Linked DNA regions of Mus musculus: all the other regions are linked to region 3. The links are chromatin contacts, called in public promoter capture Hi-C maps. All regions are on one chromosome and are shown on one strand. The core of a region is the stretch at or near the end of the contact, and the rest is flanking DNA. Distances in the headings are between cores, read along the strand shown.

What was found. Promoter capture Hi-C pulls out the DNA fragments that hold promoters and counts their contacts. Capture Hi-C pulls out chosen DNA fragments and counts their contacts.
Region 1: a promoter capture Hi-C map of liver shows a contact between it and region 3, with 5 times the contacts expected there. The contact joins the promoter of Zfr2 here to the promoter of Med16 in region 3. A contact is called at or near these places in 2 of 39 promoter capture datasets (the C10 cell line and liver) and 2 of 9 other capture datasets (adipose tissue and liver).
Region 2: a contact with region 3 is called in a promoter capture Hi-C map of pre-B cells, with 5 times the contacts expected there. The contact joins the promoter of Slc39a3 here to the promoter of Med16 in region 3. A contact is called at or near these places in 2 of 39 promoter capture datasets (liver and pre-B cells).

What each region holds. Positions count from the first base shown.
Region 1 is chr10:81,231,746-81,234,715 of GRCm38.p6, forward strand. It overlaps Zfr2 (zinc finger RNA binding protein 2), which reads left to right and starts at 1,418. Exons shown (of 18, transcript NM_001034895.3): 1 at 1,418-1,497. The coding sequence starts at 1,445.
Region 2 is chr10:81,035,758-81,038,778 of GRCm38.p6, forward strand. Slc39a3 (solute carrier family 39 (zinc transporter), member 3) reads right to left here and starts at 1,558. Exons shown (of 4, transcript NM_001358898.2): 1 at 1,447-1,558.
Region 3 is chr10:79,907,641-79,910,818 of GRCm38.p6, forward strand. Med16 (mediator complex subunit 16) reads right to left here and starts at 1,298. Exons shown (of 15, transcript NM_198107.2): 1 at 1,178-1,298; 2 at 1-16. The coding sequence starts at 1,255. R3hdm4 (R3H domain containing 4) reads right to left here. Exons shown (of 8, transcript NM_177994.5): 8 at 2,412-3,178. Gm24019 (a small nuclear RNA gene) reads left to right here and starts at 1,555; the gene lies at 1,555-1,661.

The DNA of each region.
Region 1 (2,970 bases), core at 168-2,667, 1.3 Mb after region 3:
AGGTGATGTCCTATGTAGAATTCAGCCAGTGGTCAGGGGTAGAGCTCTGCCTAGTATGGCAAGCAAGGGTCCTGGGGAAAATGGAGACTAAGCTACAATTTGATTTAGCAGCTGAGAACTGCAGTTGATTTCCAGACGTTACCAGAAGTAAAAGAGAGCAGAGAAGGATGTCCCCAGTGTCCATAAAGAACTAATCGCCCAGACTTTGGTCCCTGAAAGTGTGAGAGAATAAATGTTTGGGGTTTAACCCCCCTCCATTCAGTTTCTTATCTTTCCTGGTAACTAATATAAGACCCCACATAGTAGTGGATCTCCAAGGTTCTTTCTGCACATCCTGTGAGCACATCAAGTTCCTTCCTGCCACAAGGCCTTTGCCTGTACTGTCAGTACTCTCGGATCTCCTACGTTCATACGAGTGTACATGTGAGTATAGGTCACATAGGCTCTCTCTTCCTGACAACAGGTTTGTTCTAGGCATTTCCCACCATGGAAATGCGTGCCTACTGTCTCACTGAGCACGAGGCTCATTCACCTGTCGGTGCGGCCATAACTCCCACCCACTTTCAGAACCTTCCATCTACCCACACTATGCCCATCACCTCCCTACTTCTTATATCTTACTTCCTGTGTCTGTCAGTCTGAGGACTCCAGGAACCTCCTGGAAGTGAGATCCTGGTCCGAGTGTCCTTTTGTGTCTGACTCATGCTGACATGCTGTCCTCAAGGGCCATCCATCCATGTTGGAATAGGTGTCTGGGTTTCCTTGCATTTTCTGGGCTATTACTCCATTTTGTGTGTTTCCTTTAGCACTGATAAATCAGTTTGCACCTTTCTAGAACACGTCAGAAGTTGGACTCTCAGAGGCAAAAGTCAAGGGCACAGGGCTTGCAATAAATAATAGGGGAAAAGATCACATGTAACTCAAGAGAAACTGCCACAGTCCCCCTGCCTTCTAGAAAGACGTGGGCTACACACCTAGAGCCTTAAGCCTTGGAGGCCACACATGCTCAGGTCAAGGATGGTCACGTGCCACCCACCCACTCTCTCAGCCTTGGAATTTCTCAAGCTTTCTCAAGAATCAGCCAGCTCTCTGCCTTGCGTCCAAGAAGAGATAAGGAAGGTGGCAGTGTACATCAGCAGGTGATGGGGCTTGCCGCCAAGCCCAACTACTGGAGTTTGATCCTTGATCCCTGGGACTCCACGTGGCGGATGGCAGGCCGGGTCTAGAACCGACTTCCCTAAGATGTCCTTTCATCATCATAGAGGCACCTGAGTTAGGCGTCCTCCGTAGGGGGCGGGGCTTGGCCGGTGGGCGGAGACAGGCTGAGGCTCTCTGGGGCTAGGGATGGCAGGTTCGAGCAGGGGCGGGGCTTGAACGAGCACGGGGCGGTGCGTCGGGGGCAAGGCCCTGACGTCACTCCCGTGGGCTCCGGGAGGACGTGGACATGGCGGCTAGCAGCTCTTCCGGCCTCGCGCAGGGCACCAACCCGTCGTCCAGGTAACGAGCCCCGTGGGCGGCGAGGCGCCCCAACCCCGCGGGACTCGGTCGTGAGTCACGGGGAGCGGGGCGGGCCCGAGGCGGGGCGACGGCCCCTGGGGTCCGCGGGAGGGCGGGGCGGGGAGTCCGGGGAGTGACAGGCAGGGTGGGGGCGGGGACCCCGTGGGGATAGGGCTAGCCTAGGAGGGACCGACCTGGATGGGTAGGGTGGGGACCGAGGATGGAGGACAGAGTTGGGGGAGGGGACTGACCTCAGAGAGGACCTGAGACCTTGGGGAACCTTCCAAGCGGGAATAGGGTGGGGTGTTCTGGCCCCTGATGGATAGAATTGGAGTTTTTGGTGTCTGATGTATGGGGGAATCCTCCAGGCAGGGATGGAGTCAGAGTTCTGGTTCCTGATGGATGGAGGACCCTCGAGACGGGGATGGAGTCTGGGGTTCTGATGTCTAGTGGATGGGGGACCCTCCAGATGGGCCTGAATTGGGGGTTCTAATCCCTGATGAATGGGGGACCCTCCAGGTGAGTATGGATTGGGGGTTCTGGTGTCTGACAGATGGGTTACCCTCTAGACAGGGATGAATTTGGGTTCAGTCCCTGATGGATGGGGGGCTCTCCAGACGAGGATGGGGTCTGGGGTTCTGTGTCTAATGGATGGGGGGCTAAGCTAGGCAGGGTAAAGTGAGCCTCTGGTCTTTGGAAGTCAGTAAAGCACAGGCAAGTGGCACAGGCTTCCAATCCAATCTTTGAAGAGAGAAGCTGAGGCAGTGTGTGTGTGTCTAAGTTCAGGGCTAGCCTGAGCTACAGTGAGTATGAGGCCAGGCTGAAGAACTAAAGGAGATGTTGTCTCTAAATAAAAGGCCACATGAATAATGTCCGTGCCAAGTGGAGAGAAGGCGCTTGGCTGTGTGTGAGGAGTTGGGGGCTGACGGCTGGGGACGAGTGTCCTCTTCACTCAGTGGCTTGGTTAGGGTTACAGTTGCAGTGATAACACACCCGGGCCAAGAGCTGGTGAGAGGGTCACTGTGGGGACCAGAGTTCCAGGTCTGTAAGTCAGGCAAGTCCACTGCCGTAGCACAACACACACAAATATACAAATGATGAAAAGAAAAAAAAAAAGAAAAGAAAACGCTCCAGTCAACAGCAAGCTGGGAGGAAAGGATTTGCGTGACTCACACTTCCAGATCACCATGACAGGAGCTCACACAGGGCAGGAACCTGGAGGCAGAGCTGATGCAGAGTCCATGGAGGGCGCTGCTGACAGGCTTGCTCCCCATGGCTTGCTCAGCCTGCTGTCCTATAGAACCCAGGACCAGAGCCCAGGGATGGCGCCACACACATTGGTCCCTAATTAAGAAACCACCCTACAGGCTTGCCTACAGCCTGATCTCATGGAGGCATTTTCTCAGTGGGTTCCCTCCTTTCAGATGACTTTAGCTTGTGTCAAGTTGATCAAAGTTCAGCACAACTGACCTT
Region 2 (3,021 bases), core at 308-2,807, 1.1 Mb after region 3:
ATGAGTCAGGCATGCTCACCCTGGGCCCTGTGGAAAAGCGTCCGGCAGCTCTGCCTGCATCTGCCTGCCCAGAGCACAGGAACCCTAGCAGGACGTTAGACCCCTTTTCCTCCCCCACTTTTCCCCAGGGCCCCCAGGGTCCCCCTTTATTTTGTTCCCAACAGGTGCACAGCCATGAAAAGAAGCAAAACACACATATATGTAAAATGTTAAATTATGGGAGCGATCAAGGAAGACACTGATATGGAAGTTTAGGCTCCTCACGTGTGCACATACACGGTCTGAAGGGATGTGACTATCATCTTAGTACACAGGAGGGTGAGGCGGGACAACGGCTACACATTTGAGACCAGCCTGGACAGTGAGGAAGACCCTACTTCAGAATAAAGTAATACAACAAAATTTAAAAAGAAAATACAGCCGGGCAGTGGTGGCGCACGCCTTTAGTCCCAGCACTTGGGAGGCAGAGGCAGGCAGATTACTGAGTTCGAGGCCAGCCTGGTCTACAAAGTGAGTTCCAGGACAGCCAGGTTTACAAAGAGAAACCCTGACTTGGAAAGAAATATAAATAAAGAAATGAAATAATAAGATAAGATAGTAGCAGCAGAGACACTCTCAGCAGTTGAGAGCACTGGCTGTTTTTGCAGATGACCAAGGTTCCATTCTAGCCTAGAAAGATCTATCTATTCCCCTCTTCTGGCCGCTTTGGGCACTGCACACATGTGCATAAACACAGACACATAAAATAAATTTGAAAAGTAAATTTTGTCGAAAAAAAAAAGAAGGAAAGTAAATTTTAAAAATGAAAATAGGCCGGGCAGTGGTGGCGCACGCCTTTAATCCCAGCACTTGGGAGGCAGAGGCAGGCGGATTTCTGAGTTCGAGGCCAGCCTGGTCTACAAAGTGAGTTCCAGGACAGCCAGGGCTATACAGAGAAACCCTGTCTCAAAAAACAAAAAAAACAAAAACAAAAACAAAAACAAAAAAAAAAATGAAAATAAAATACGAAAGAAAATTAGGATGAAATAAATAAGGTTAAAATTAAGTTAAACTTTAAAATTAAAATATTCTAGAGGAATATTATAAAGGACATAATTACTATAATTTTTTAAAAAATTAACAACAAAAATAACTCCCTTAAAGTCCTTCCCTCCACTGCTGTGAACACAAGGCAAAGTGCATACAACAGGCGCCCAATTGATGCTAGAAGACAGGGTCAGGTAGGGATACCTCGGGTGCTCTCAAAATCGGGCCAGTCGGGGCAGGGCTGGCGGGCGACAAGCTCAGTCTTTCCTTAATCACTTATTGTGCGCCTACTGTGTGCTCCACTCAGCCTCACACTGAAGCAAAGACTCTGTGAACAGGCAGGCACGGTCGGCCAGGGCCCTCGGCTCCGCCCTGCCCCAAGCCCGCCACGCCCAGGCCACGCCCTGACCCCTCTTGTACCTCTGACAGCTCCTCAGGCCTCCAGCCAGTGCCACCTGCCGCCAACTGCCCCGCGGTCCGGACCCCGCCGCAGCGGACCAGCCGAGACCCCCGGGGCTGCGAGCTGCTACCTACGCCCCGCCCACATCAGCGTCTATTGGACACTGTCAGTGCCACTCGACAGAACTCATAGTCCATTGGTCGATGCTGCTGCCAATCCTTCTGCAACGCCTACTGGCTCCGGAAAGCAGTTTTCTCCTTTCTAAACATGAGTGCAGCTACCAAATGATTCCGATAGAAAACACTACTTGGCAACATAGTTCCGGAAGTAGGGCCTCCATCCCGGAGCTGTCCAGGGTCGCGTGGTACTGAATGAGTGTGGCTGGAGGCTTGGCAGGAAGCGATTTCCTACAGCGAATGGAACATTCTTGAAGTCTTTCCTCGCGGCTTAAGAAGATACAGGCGTCCACCAAATATCTATTGATAGCCAGAATAAATTCAAGCTCAAGAGGTCTACTGTGCCCCTCAATCACTACAGTTACTAACAATGTAATCATTCTACCCATACCTGCAGCCTAGGAAATGTCTCCTGAAGTGACATGGCACCTGAGTAGAGCCTACAGATACTACACAGTATGCCTTATTTTTACATTCATTTGTTTGAGCTACGGTCTTGCTGAGCAGCCCAGGCTGGGTGGCATGCAGAAAGCTCAGAATCCTCCTGCATCAGCTTCCCGAGCGCTTGGATTGTAGGTGTGAGTCACCATACCTGGCCTCCTGCTATATCTAGAGCACCTCACACAATATGTATGCTGTGTAAACCGTGCTTTTACTGTGCTAGACAACAAAGATGACAAAGACGCTTCATTCACTGCAGATCAAAGCTTTACAGAACACTATAGTTTTACACATGGTGATGTATGTCTGTCATCCCAGCACACTCTGGAGGCTGAGGCAGAAGATCCATGTACTCTGTCTTCCAAGACTGGCCTACAGAATGAGACACTGTATCAAAAGAGCCATGCACAGCACACTAACACATGAGCCTACCCTGATGTATGTGACATGAGCTTCTCGTATTTTCACTTATTTATTTGGTTTTTGAGACAGGGTTTCTGGCTGACCTAGAAGTCACTCTGTAGACCAGGCTAGCCTCAAACTCAGAGATATGCCTGCCTCTGCCTCCCAGAGTGCTCAGAATAAAAAATATGCGCCACCATTGTCCATCTAAATAAGTAAATAACTTATTTTTTTAAAGATTTATTTGGTTTGATTTTATGTGTATGAATGCTTTGCCTGCATGTCTAAGTGCCATGTGTGTCTCTGGTGCCCAAAGAGGTCAGAGGAAAGTGTTGCATGACCTTGGGTCAGAGTCACAGGTGGTCCTGAGCTACAATGTGTGAAACAAACCTGCATTCTCTGTGAGAGCAGCCAGTCAGTCTTCTTAACTGATGAGCTGTGTTCAGTCCTCCTTTCTAATTGTTAAATAGTATTCTATTGTTTGGATTAACTAACTATAGATCTGCTTGAATTTTGTTGGAGAGTTGGGGTGTTTCCAGATAAAAGTCATTTCTTTTGTTTTGTTTTGTTTTTCAA
Region 3 (3,178 bases), core at 48-2,547:
GCACGGTCCCTGGCTCCTGGGGAAAAGGGAGGCAGTGCTCTATAGCAGCTCCCAGCTAAAGGGTGTCTAGAATGTTCTCCAGCGAGAGCCCTGCTATAAAATCCATGATGCCCCGCCTGGGGTCACTCCTCCCTAGGCAACCCAGATCAGCCTGAGCTCAGCCTACAAACGCTAAGCACCCTCCACACACACAACCGGGCCCACCCCTACCACTTCAGTCTGGGCCTCAGTCTACACTCTAGTTCAGTCTCCAAGCCTTGCCTGGGACCTAGTAGCTTAGACCCCGCAGCAGCCCATGCCACACAATACTCTCAACAAGTTAACATCCAAGGCTCAAATTCTGAGCCTTTTTTTGTTTTTTTTTTTTTGAGACAGGGTTTCTCTGTGTAGCCCTGGCTCTCCTGGAACTCACTCTGTAGACCAGGCTGGCCTCGAACTCTGAAATCCGCCTGCCTCTGCCTCCCAAGTGCTGGGATTAAAGGCGTGCGCCTGGCAAAAAGCCTGAGTCTTTTTTTTTTTCTTTTTGGTTTTTCGAGACAGGGTTTCTCTGTATAGCTCTGGCTGTCCTGGAACTCACGTTGTAGACCAGGCTGGCCTCGAACTCAGAAATCCGCAGCCTCTGCCTCCCAAATGCTGGGATTAAAGGCGTGAACCACCACACCCGGCTAAATCCTGAGTCTTAACACACACACCTCCACCACCTCCCGCCCAAGCTCGTTAAGCTCCACCCACATTGTCTAATCACCCTAGGCTCCGCCTCCAAACCAAACTGGTAAATTCAGCCTCAGTTTCTGCTCAGCTTGTGACTACTAGGTCACCTCTCTGCATCGATCTCAGATCTTTAGCACCCCCAACCCCGGCCCACCTTAGACTCCGCTCCCTAGGCCACATCCCTCTCTATCAGTCTTATTTCTTCAGACTCTGCCCCTCCATCCAACTTCTGAACTCAGGCCACGCCCCTCCCAGGGAGGCTCAGCCCCTCGGACCACGCCCCCTCCTCAACCCCGTCGCCTTAGGCTCCCCCTATTCACATCCCTCCCACAACGGCCTCTACCCAGCAAGCTTTGTTCCCAGGCCCGCCCTCTGACCCCGCAAGCCCCGCCCCTCGGCCTTCCGCTCGCGGTTTTAGCCTGAAACGCACCAGCCACGAGTCCCGTACCCCGCACGCCGTACTAACCTGTCCGCCCCGGGCGCCCAGTCGGCCCGGCGGCCGCGGTCCACACTCGCCCCAACGCCCGGGATCCGACGCCGCCATCTCTAGGCCCGCGCCGGCCCCCTCGCACAGACTTGTGGGAGAAGCTCGGCTACTCCCCTGCCCCGGTTAATTTGCATATAATATTTCCTAGTAACTATAGAGGCTTAATGTGCGATAAAAGACAGATAATCTGTTCTTTTTAATACTAGCTACATTTTACATGATAGGCTTGGATTTCTATAAGAGATACAAATACTAAATTATTATTTTAAAAAACAGCACAAAAGGAAACTCACCCTAACTGTAAAGTAATTGTGTGTTTTGAGACTATAAATATCCCTTGGAGAAAAGCCTTGTTTGTGCTCGCTTCGGCAGCACATATACTAAAATTGGAACGATACAGAGAAGATTAGCATGGCCCCTGCGCAAGGATGACACGCAAATTCGTGAAGCGTTCCATATTTTGTTCCTCAGAGGAACTGACAAGCACCCTAACATCCTATTGGAGGCTCACTCACGTTTTTTCTATTTTGTTTCTTGACAGCAGAGCTCGTTGCTCACTGTATAGCTCAGGTTGGCCTGACACTGATGAGGTTCTCCAGTGACTGCCTCTACCTACCTACTGGGATGACAGAGGTGTACCACCAAGCCACGGGCTCCTGTGTGAGTGTGTGTGTGTGTGTATAAGTGTGCCTTCCACAGTGCACGTAAGAGGACAAGGAGTTGGTTCTTGCTCTCAGATCATCAAGCTTGGCGGCAAGCACCTTAACGTGCTTAACCATTTTGCTGGCCCTCAAGTGACTGTTGTTTGAGGCAGGGTCTCACTGTATGGCCCTGGCTATGTAGACTAGCTGGCCTTGAACTCACAGAGATCCATCAGCCTCTGGCTCCTGAGTGCTAGGATTCAGAGGTGTCCAACAATGAGACCTGTCTACCACATGGCCCAGGCTGGCCTCAAAATCACTTGTCACTGGTCACCATGTGGTTTAAATGGTGCTGGGGATGGAACCCAGGGCTTTGAGCATGCTAACCAATTGCTTTCCCCATCGAACCCCAACCTGGCACCTCATCTTTAAGCATTTTACATGTTGTAAAATGAACTAATGTTATAGAGACTTTGAGGTTCCCCCGTGTCCAGCTTGCTAGCTCGTGCCCTCAGTGATCTCCCAGTCTCACCCACCCCCACCAAACCTAAAGACAAACACGGGGACAGGACTCGAGCACCAAGGCTTTATTAAAATCGTCCCTTTCCCCCAAGCTCAAAGAATCACACAGAAGGGGAAGGGAAGGAGGGCCAGGCCTGCTGAACATATAAGACCTCTGCAGTGACCACAGCTATGCTGAGCAGCAGAGGGGACAGGGGAGGGGACAGGGAACACAAGGTCAGAGGCTTCTGGCTGGAAGTCCTGGACCCCTGGCATAAGGAGAGGGGAGAAGGAGGAGGAGAGGACAGTCTGAAAGGCAGGCAGGGCCTAGGGAGCTGGGGACAAGATACACACATCACCAAAAAAAAAAAAAAAAAAAAGCATAAAATGAGCCCTTGAGACAATGCTTGTCCAGGTTCATGGCACATGGCGTGCATACATGTGCGCCACACACACACACACAGACAGACAGACAGACAGACAGACAGACACACACACACACACACACACACACACAAGAAAGTGTCCTGGGGAGGTCTGCAGAGTCCTAGAGAGAGGACCAGCCACCCTCATCAGAGCTGAAACATGGAGGGTCAGGCAGGGGTCACAACAGAGCCCACTACCGGCTGGCGCTAGGTGTTTTGGTTGTGCCTCCCCACTTCAAAAGAGAAATTAAAAGAAATCTACCCCAAAACATGCCAAGTTCATTAAAACTGATTAGGAGAGGAAAAAAGGTAACAGTCTGCTACTCCTTGCCTGAGCTTCTGTCTCAAAGAAAGCTAAACAGACAAAACACAGGGAAACGCCCCGGGCAGGTCTCCCCACCCAAATACAAGTA